Regions from separate parts of the Mus musculus genome. Here all the other regions are linked to region 3. The links are chromatin contacts, called in public Hi-C and HiChIP or PLAC-seq maps. All regions are on one chromosome and are shown on one strand. The core of a region is the stretch at or near the end of the contact, and the rest is flanking DNA. Distances in the headings are between cores, read along the strand shown.

Region 1 (3,121 bases), core at 46-2,545, 180 kb after region 3:
CCTATCTCAGACAAATTTTTAAAAATGTGTGTTCTGGTCTTATAAAGAATGCTCATTCCTGGGCTCAGTGGTTAAGGGCACTTGTTGTGAAAGACCTGATTCCCAGCACGGATATGGAGGTTTGCCATCTTCTCGGGCACCAGGCATGCACGTGTTCCACAAACATACATGCAGCCACAACACACACATATAAAGTAATCAAAATAAATCTAAAAAGGAAAAAAGAGAGAGAGAGGCAGGATGCTTGTTCCCATAAGGCTGGCAGTGCTGTGCAGTCTGTGTTTTATAAGCACACAAGCAAAACCCTGGCATCTCATCATGTTTTCCTCCCTGAATGTTAGGAGATGGAACAGTTAGGCAGGGGTGAGTGTGGAGGGAGAACGGTGCTGGGGACAGAGCTCTTGTCCTGCGAGGCCCAAGTCCACACTTACCTAGATTGCTGCCCAACCCTCCTTCCCATAGCCTTGGCTCCTCCTGAGTTACACAGTGGGACACATGGATGGAATTCACTCAACCAAACTTTTGCTGTTAGCTGAAGAAAATTTATAAATCAGAGAATTAGGCTTCAATAACTGTGCCTACCATTACCTCTCTCATACTCAAGTTGAAATAAAAGCTTTTGATACCTTCTTCCATAGTCTTGGCGAGCAGAGCAGATTCAGAATAATACTAATATATATGTAAACGTGTGTGTGTGTGTGTGTGTGTGTGTGTGGGTGGGTGGGATCATGGAGATGGGAGGGCATACCATCTAGGGTGCACAGGTCTCCGTTACAAGCAGGACACATTACAAGCCGTGTCCCCCAACCTGGCCACTGGTCTGGGCACGGCTAGGTTCCATCACCATTCCTGAGGTTTCCCCCGAGCCTCTGAAATGTGGTCCTCAGTCCACAGAGGACACACACACATCACAGACTGTGTGACTCATAGAACACATGAAGCATGCTCACAAAATGGTTAACAAGGAAGGGCTCTGGTGAGGAGGCCCTTGGTCCCTTGTGACCATTTGAGTGACTCACAGCAGAGCCAGGCAGAAAAGCCAGGGTGAGCTGCTACTTAGTTTGGGGATGTGATTTTTTTGGCCTTATGAGACATAGGGTGAGAAGCTTAGAAGTCATTTTGGGGCCAGAGATTGGGGTTTTCAGTCTATTAACAAAGAGACTTATAATAAGAAAGCTGTCAATCTCTGCCACATGAATTCGTACAGAGAAAAATGCTGGGATCGCTGAGTAACACCTTATTGCCACAAAGGGCACCTTCCCCCCACCACCACCACCCGGCTGTGCACATTCTGAACACTTTTGTCTCTCAGTCCTGCCCTTTCTGGCTCCCCAGCCTTCTAAATTCCAAACTGTTCCCCTCTGGGTTTGACTGAGTGCCTCTCTCTTACACACACACACACACACACACACACACACACACACACACACAGAGAGAGAGAGAGAGAGAGAGAGAGAGAGAGAGAGAGAGAGCCTAGTGCTCTCTTTAGCAGGTGCCACTCTTCTGGGCCAGGGTCTTTGTGTTGTGCCATCAGTGTGGGGCAGGGTTTGTCCAGCCAGTCCCAGAATAGGGCTGCTGCTGGTGGTGATGGTGGTGGTGGTGGTGGTGGTGGTTTCAATATTAGGAGTGGAACCAGACCCAGGACAGTTTAACCTCAGTGTTTAGTGCTGTGCCATGCTCAGTCTATACTGTCCCTGAATAAGTGATGAGATGAATAAGCAGACAATCCCAGCATTCCAGGGGAGGAGGCAGGAGGATTGTCAATTCTAGGCCAAGCCTGCCCCACTGCGAGACTCTGCTCAAAAGAAAAAAGAAAGGTGAATTAATGTAAGAAGAATTCTATGCAACCTTAATTTTTTTTTTTTTTTTTTTAGCCAGGCATGGTAGAGCACGCCTTTAACTCCCAGCATTTGGGAAGTAAAGGCAGGTGGATCTCTGTGAGTTCAAGGCCAGCCTGGTCTAAAGACTGAGTTCCATGACACCTAGGCTTTGCCTCAAAAAAAAATTGTTTTAAATTTATTTTTACATTATGATATACAAATATGATATGGGCATTTGCCTAGATGTAGGTGTGTGCCATATGAATGCAGTGCCTGCAGAGGCCAGAAGAGGACGCTGGACTCCCTGCAATTGGAGTTACAGGCCGTTGTGAGCCGCCATGTGGGTGCCGGGAATCGAACCAAGGTCCTCTTCAAGAGCAGCCAGTGCTCTGACCGTCTGAGCCATCTCTCCAGCCCCTGTATTTTTAACTGGTTAAGAGGACCACAAACTTACAGAGTATCAAAGCCACTTTTTCAGGCTCTTTAGTCTTCTGATTAAGGGCATGTGTTGCGGCCTTAAGACCCTAACTTAATGCTTGCCGGCTCATGTGTATTTACGAATTGGGAATCCTGCACCAGTTGGTTGTCTTCTTGTTGCTCCTTCAGTTCTCAAGCTGAGGCAGAAGGCTTCTAGTGATGTAATTTGAGAAATGAAGTTCGCGACTGAGAGCTTCTACTGGACTCTATGCTGTGGAGCTAAAGCGACAGGAATACGCTCTGCCCGGGGCCAGGGAACAGAGAACGGCTGTTATCCAGGCACCTTCAACTCTGCTTCGCTTATGGGGCAACGTGTAACTAAATGCCAATTAATTTTCCCCCATCCTGGCAATACTGTGAAACCGCAGAGCATTCTGAAAGGGTTGCCATTTGGTCTTTTGTGCCCCGTGTTTTCACCCCGCGCCTTCACCTGGGTGGTACCCTGCAGTTTTGTTCATTTCAGCGGCGGCGTGAGGGGGCGGGGGAGGGGAACGACCTGGCAGGCAGAAAACAAGAGCGAGGCATCATAGTTTTTCAACGATTTTAGCAGGATCCCCCATCAGTGGCTTTTCTGCCTCTCTCTCCCTCCCAGTGAGCAAGGAGGGCTGATGTTTTTAGTTGTTTATCCACAAATAGTAAATAAACTCAGTGGCCGTATTACATCTTCTTTCATTATCTCACTGAACTTTGAAAGCCTCGACCAATTCATCCTCTGGATTCGGCCTTTTTTTAAAATTAAAAAAAAAAAAAAAAAAAAAGGAAGCACCAAGTGCCATCTAACTAGTTTAAAAGAGAACAACAAACAAAGCAGGCTTTTTCCTCCT
Region 2 (3,420 bases), core at 181-2,680, 170 kb before region 3:
GAAGGAAGGAGGAAGAGAAGGGGGGACACACCTGTTTCTAAGCACCTTTCTCCACAGGCAGGGGGTTGCAGGGGGCAGGGGGAGGGATAGACAGTTACAGAGAAATACAGAGCAGGACAAGGAGCACAGAGCCGCTGACGCCTGCTGACCACGCGGGGCAATCTGCACTTTCACTACCAATGCTATAGACTACAGACACGGATCAGTCTATACAGGCAAAGTCCATGTTGCTTGAAGGACGTGAACAAATGAGTGGAGGGAACCCTCCTTCTTAAAATGAACTGCCAACCGCACGCAGAAAACCCTAAACCTAATGAATAAAAATGATGCGAAACAGTATATTTACGGTCATCTCAAAAGTATCTCCCCAGAAATTAATTTCAAAGTAAAACACAGCAGTGACTTCACACTGGAAAAGCCTGATGAACCAGTATTTGTACTTGGGAAAAGTATGCATGACATGAATCTAATCCTGAAGGAGCATCAACCAAGCCCACCTGAGGGACAACCTGCAGAATGACTGGCTTGTCCCTCTCATCATCTCAAGGTCAAATGAAACCAAAACCGCTGGCAGGGGTATGAAAGAAACTATAGATGGTCCAGAGAGATGGAGTGCGTGCAAACATCCTATTTGCAAAGCAGATTTAACAAAATGCAAATAGCCAGTAGAGAATGTCTGGGCAACTCTCACACTTGCAATTTTCCTAAAACTTCTGATCGGATTAATACAGTCTCCACAATGGAGTAGCCTCCATTCACAAACCTGGGAAAATTGTCCATCCAATATGAAAGTGACTAGTACGCACAAGAACCTGAATTGCTTCTCAGCACATGGCCTGGGCAGTTACCACCTGTCGTTAGGTCTCGTGGGGTGGCACAGCCCTAATTCACTCCGCCTTCTCAGGGACTGAAGTTGAAGGGCAGCTCCTATACTTTAAAAGTCAATGCTCTAGCCCCAGTGTCCAGTCTTACTGTAGGTAGCCAGTGGGCACGTCCTACCCACACATGCTGTGCTGAGTTCCTTTACTGATCTGCCCTATTTGTTTGTCTTAAATGTCACGCTGGAGTGCTTATTCAGGGTTGTAGCTGGCTGTTGACTCAATAACCAATTACTGTCTGTTTCTTCTATTCATGGATGCCCTGTGGAAGGGGCTGGCAAAGGGGCAAGCCGATGACTGGCTATCTGGAAGCAAAGCAATTGGCTTACAGGGAAGACGCCTGCGGTCTCCATCTGGACGCAGTGGTAGTTCTCCCAACTCTGTCCCACGGTGAGTCACCGAGCATTCTTCCCAGAATACCCCGAGCCTTTGCACCTACTTCCACTTTACAGTAAATCAAAGGGCAAAGGAGCACATTTAAAGACCACAGGAAACATTCAAACAAACCCTGCAAGCCCTCACTGGTGTGACAACGGCCTGCCTGCTCAGCAGCCATGGAGGAAAGAGGAGGCTGTACTAGGTTAATGGAGACACAGCAACGAAATCAACAGCTCGAGTCACTGCTGGACCATGACTCCAAAGAACAAAAGACCACACAAGGCGTGCTGGTAAAACCTGAGCTACTGAAACATGGACTCCACATTAGACGGTGTTAGTAAGTAAACCCCACTACTCTTTTTGGGTAAGAAGTGGAGATATGGGCTGTGGAGACAGCTCAGTCAGTTTAGTGGTTACCAAACAATCTATTTGGAGCTGAGTTCAATTCACAGAAACCACATGTGAAAAGAAAAGAAAAGTCTGGCACAGTGGTACACACCTTTAACCCAGCACTGGGAGGACAGGGGACATGGCAGGCAGATCTGTGTATCTGAGGCCAGCCTGGTCTACATAGCAAGCTTCAGGACAGCCAGGACTACAGAAATTCTGCCTCAAAATGAAGAGGAAGCTAAATAGAAGAAAAACACGGTGTGGTGGAGTGTGCTATAATGCCAGCATTGGGAGATAGACACAGGCGGCCCACTACTTGTTGAGCTCCAGGTCACTGAAAGGCCCTGCCCCAAGATCCCTCCCAAAAAAGCAAGTGCATAGTGCCTGACTAAATTCCAGCTGAGGATGTCCTCTGCATGTTCAGTGCACATGCACACACGCACGCACGCACGCACGCACTCATGAGTTATATCATCATGAAGCAGGGTGGGTGTACTGAGACATCTGGGGCCCTGGACTGTCTGGCAATGCCCGCAGTCTGGACAAGCTGGAGCAGTAGGTCGAGGCCCCTCACTTGATGACCTTAGCTGCAGTAGCTTATGGTGGAGCTGGCTCTGGATGCCCCCATCATCTTGTGCACCAGGAGATCGCTCCCGCTTGAGTCCCCACTGCTGCTCACTTGCCCTGCAGCCACTTAAAAAGCCACGTAGCCCCGACATCCCCGGCTGCCTGCACCTCAACCTCTGTGGCCCCGCTTCTGCTTCAGGAGCGCCTGTCTTGTTTTCTAAAAATCTGCTCTATCTACACGGGCTTCATACCTCATTCTCTGCAGACCGATGAGACTCACAATGATTGCAGTTAACAGATCTTGCACTTCCCTCCGAATGGCCAATCTCCCCAAGCAACTGTCAAAGCTCTGATACTTCCCAGGGAGTTTTCCCCCTTGGTGGACAGCAGGCAAATCCAAGATGCACTGTCTCAAGATGCACTGTCTTGCTTCTAACAGAGGTTAGAACTCTTTCCATCAAACTAAAGCTACAATACAGATGAAGCAATACCTGACCAAGGAACTGAATGTAAACACTCTCTGCAGAGAAAACTAAGCTCCAAGAAGAGACTCTGTGGGAATGAATTAGTTCACCGATGGCCTCCTATAAGGCCATCTTCTTCCGAAGTTTGTTGTTCCATGTGGGTAACTTTTCAGAAGGAAAGTCAACCACTAGCTCCCACAGAACTTACTCTACGTTACTAGGCTGCATTCACTTAGAACCTACTCATCGCTGGGAAACACGAGCTCAGACTTAGTTTCACAGCAAGACATATTTGTCACAAAAGACTAGCTGCCCCAAAGTCCTTTCTAACCTTTTTTTTTGTTTTTTTTTTTGTTTTTTTGTTTTCGAGACAGGATTTCTCTGTGTAGCCTTGGCTGTCCTGGAACAATATTTTTATAACACTAAATTTTTACTATAATAAAGAAGCAATAAAAAAATGTGTTACAGCCAGGCAATGGTGGCGCACGCCTTTAATCCCAGCACTTGGGAGGCAGAGGCAGGTGGATTTCTGAGTTCGAGGCCAGCCTGCTCTACAGAGTGAGTTCCAGGACAGCCAGGGCTATACAGAGAAACCCTGTCCAAAAAAAAGTGCGTTACAAAACTACAGAATGAGGGAAAAAAGTTAACAGCAAAAAGTACTTGATTTTAAGAGTTATGGGGTGCTAGAGAGATAGCTCAATGGTTAAGAGCACCTCTGACCCCTCAGAGGAATCCAGTCTGGG
Region 3 (3,179 bases), core at 513-3,012:
AGGATGCAATCTGGAATTGTTTGTGGGAAGAATAACCCCGAGTAGCAGAATGCTCTTCATGAAGTTGAGGATGAAGTGAAGTCTCCTTGAATAGCCCTGTTCTGATGGGATCATAGCTCTCACCCACCCTGCAAACCATGTTGGGTTCAGCATTCAGGAGTGAAAAAGATCTCCAGCCACTTTGGATGAAGGCTAATAAATGAACTTCACTAGCTGGAATAGAGATGCAACAGTTCTAGCTATGGCTTATGTTTATTTGTTTTGTTTGTTTTATTTTTTTTGAGATAGGGGTTCTCTGTGTAGCCTTGGATGTCCTGGAACTCACTCTGTAAGAGCAAGCTGGCTTTGAATTCAGAGATCCACCTGTTTCTGCCTCCTGTGTGGGGTTAAAGCCATGCACTACCACTACTGGGCTAGTTCTGTCCATGTTCATGACTCACAATCTGCCCCCCTCCCCCAAACACACTCCCCATTCCCGAAACTGGTATGTTAGGGTCTGGAAAGAACCTGAATCCTGGCTGGGTCCCATATTGTCTAACCAGGGTTATCAAGCAGGAGGAGAAAAAGAAGATGAAGAAGTCCAGGCTGCTTGACTGAGACCAAAATCCTTGGAAAACAATGGTCACAGGGGTGGGATCTCAGAATCTTCTAGAAGCTCATCTTCAGGGAAAAGGAGAGACAGAAGACTGGAGCTGAAAGAAGAGTGTCCGCTGATGGGGTAGAGCAGACAAGAGAGTGAGAAAGGGGAAGAGGGACTGGAAGGAAGGAAGAGCCGGCCAGCAATCTGCACATGCGCATGGGGCATGACTACAAGGAGCAGAGGGGGCCGTGAGCATGAGATCCCAACAGGGCCGCACAGAGAATGACCTGTCAACAGTGTTGAGACCGCCCTCCATTCAATCCTTTTTCTTGTAGATTAGTTTGACTGGAATAAAGTACATTTTAACCTTCTTCAGTAAAGATATTCATTAAAAAAAAAAAAAAAAAAAAAAAAAAGCTGGGTGTGGTGGCGCACGCCTTTAATCCCAGCACTCGGGAGGCAGAGGCAGGCGGATTTCTGAGTTCGAGGCCAGCCTGGTCTACAAAGTGAAGTCCAGGTCAGCCAGGGCTATACAGAGAAACCCTGTCTCGAAAAACCAAAACCAAACAAACAAACAAACAAACAAACAAGCTTTAAGATTTCCCATGGTTGTCGTCATCCAACTAGCAGAAAGATCGGTTCTGCCCTTCATTGATGCACTACACTTTGCCAGGGAGGATTCGAATAGGGTATTTTCCAGTCTCTGCCATTACGGAGATTAAATCAAGATAAGGGAAAGAGGAAATCCCACAACTGAAAACAGCGTCAAACACTAGAGGACTCAGTGATACAAAAGGAAAGTTGACAAAACACCAGCACAATTGCTGTCAGAAATTAAGGTTTAATTGGTCCTGGTTAAGTTCTGGGCTTCGGAATTTTGAAAAAAAATTCCACGTGACTCGAAGGAGCAGACAAGCTTGGGATTCACCATGTCCTGAGGCTAGTGGCAGGATGCAGAGGGCAAAACTGGAATGTGAAAAACAGGCCACCTTAAGTCATGTCAGGTTGATATTTGGGACGTTTAAGCAGCGCTTCCGTTTCCCTAAGCCGCGAAACCAGAGCCCAGAGCCTGGCTGCCTCTCGCCGTGGACGAGTCCTGGATGCGCATGTGCAACCGGGCTCTACGGCCTCTGGGAGCATGCGCAGTCGTGGCGCGCGTGGGGGGGGGGCTAAGGGGCGGGGCCTGGAGCCTTAGCGGGCCGCGTTCCCGGAAGTTCAAAGTCTCCGGGCGCCAGTGGCTTGCGTCCCGCGTTCCCGGGGACGGCACGTGGCTGCCCCGCGTCAGCCCGGGCCCGATCGTGTCGCCCTGGAGCCGCGGGTGTCAGTCGCGGAAGCGGTGTCGTCGCTGACCATCGCGGATGCGTTCGTCGGGGCCTGTGAGGGCCCCGCGCCGCCGCGCCCCGCGCTGCCCAGCAGGTTCATCTGCTCCTTTCCCGACTGCAGCGCCAGTTACAACAAAGCCTGGAAGCTAGACGCGCACCTATGCAAACACACGGGGGAGGTAACCTGGCCGCCCGTGTGCACGGCAGGGCCTGGCGCAGGGGCTGCGTCCTGGGCTTGGCTGGGGCAGGGCAGGGCAGGGCAGGGCAGGGCAGGGCAGGGCAGGGCAGGGCAGGCGCTCTGCAAAGACCGAATTCTAGGATGTCAGGATTTCCTGCAAGCAACAAGTGTGCACCCTTTTAATTGCAGGCGGGCTTTGGTCGGGTACTAAGGCTGTGGGTAAAGGTGGTCAGGAAAAGCCTTCCTGCTTGGCCCTTTACCCTGGTTCTTATATTTGGTTGTACCCTGGTCTATCTCTTGACAGACTTACCAACCCACTGTTGTCCCTCATAACATACTTTGTAACTTTATCCCTGTTTCTCTTTGACCATTCTGTTCCCACATTTTGGCCTTTCTTTGTCCCTGTGTCCGAGGCAGAGCTTGCTTTCTAGTGGACACTTAAAAGTTGTGGTTCATCACCATCATCATTATTATCATTGTTTTTTTGAGACGGGGTTTCTCTGTGTAACTCACTCTGAACTCACTCTGTAGACCTGACTGGCCTCGAACTCAAAGATCCACTTGCCTCTGCCTCCAGAGTGCTAGTATTAAAGGTGTGCACCACCACACGTGGCTTTGAAGTTGTGTTTATTGTTCCAAACTCGACAATAATTTGATTAGTACGGGTCCTGCCCTGGGACTGGATCTGAACAAGGTTCTTTGACGCCGTGCTGAGCAGTGTGGCTCACTTGTGTCTTCCTGTCCACTGGCTGTGATTGAAGGCTTGATGCCACCTTTCCTGTATTTCAGATTATTTCCATAGTTGGGAAACACAGAACTGGATGTTAGGATATGATATAGCTTTACTGTGGATTCATGACAGCATCCCCTTCCCCACCTCCAGGGTCCCACTTGGAGATTGTGTTTGGGGCTGGGAGCTGTTTCCTTCGGTTGCCTTTGCACCTGTGAGCTTTTTCAGCTGTTGTGACACATTTAACTGTCTCTGTGCCTGCTATCTCTTAGTATGGACACAGGTCACCTGCGATGAGATGCAACCTTTCCTCTGCCTCTTTGCTGTAAAATGATGCTGTAGCAGAGATCTGGGCAGACAGGCTATCTG

Evidence for each region. Hi-C and Micro-C count contacts between places; a contact is called where the count stands out from the background. HiChIP or PLAC-seq counts read pairs in DNA pulled down with a chosen protein or histone mark.
Region 1: an HNF4G HiChIP or PLAC-seq map of pancreatic cancer cells shows a contact between it and region 3. The contact joins the enhancer-like site here to the promoter of Gtf3a in region 3. A contact is called at or near these places in 8 of 39 promoter capture datasets (the 3T3-L1 cell line, 3T3-L1-derived adipocytes, the HPC-7 cell line and 5 more), 2 of 15 datasets of contacts at CTCF or cohesin (embryonic stem cells and large pre-B cells), 5 of 484 Hi-C or Micro-C datasets (ECoMG myeloid progenitors, the G1E-ER4 cell line, the HPC-7 cell line and 1 more), 12 of 115 datasets of contacts at active chromatin or transcription factors (CD8 T cells, the SCID.adh cell line, acute myeloid leukemia and 7 more) and 1 of 9 other capture datasets (adipose tissue).
Region 2: a contact with region 3 is called in a Hi-C map of CD8 T cells, with 1.7 times the contacts expected there. The contact joins the enhancer-like site here to the promoter of Gtf3a in region 3. A contact is called at or near these places in 1 of 39 promoter capture datasets (neutrophils), 2 of 484 Hi-C or Micro-C datasets (CD4 T cells and CD8 T cells), 1 of 115 datasets of contacts at active chromatin or transcription factors (pancreatic cancer cells) and 1 of 9 other capture datasets (adipose tissue).

The regions. Positions count from the first base shown.
Region 1 is chr5:147,131,151-147,134,271 of GRCm38.p6, forward strand. No RefSeq gene overlaps it. Among named protein-coding and RNA genes, the nearest start is that of Gm34994, 27 kb to the right of the region's middle. Within about 2 kb of position 1,296, at least 34 of the 459 cell types and tissues checked have an H3K27ac peak or open chromatin away from gene starts, as enhancers often do. A contact at or near this core is called in bone marrow-derived macrophages and pancreatic cancer cells, where this site is marked.
Region 2 is chr5:146,775,976-146,779,395 of GRCm38.p6, forward strand. The region is part of intron 1 of Usp12 (ubiquitin specific peptidase 12); the gene reads right to left. Among named protein-coding and RNA genes, the nearest start is that of Usp12, 17 kb to the right of the region's middle. Within about 2 kb of position 1,431, at least 72 of the 459 cell types and tissues checked have an H3K27ac peak or open chromatin away from gene starts, as enhancers often do. A contact at or near this core is called in CD8 T cells, adipose tissue and pancreatic cancer cells, where this site is marked.
Region 3 is chr5:146,946,895-146,950,073 of GRCm38.p6, forward strand. It overlaps Gtf3a (general transcription factor III A), which reads left to right and starts at 1,763. Exons shown (of 9, transcript NM_025652.3): 1 at 1,763-2,081. The coding sequence starts at 1,887.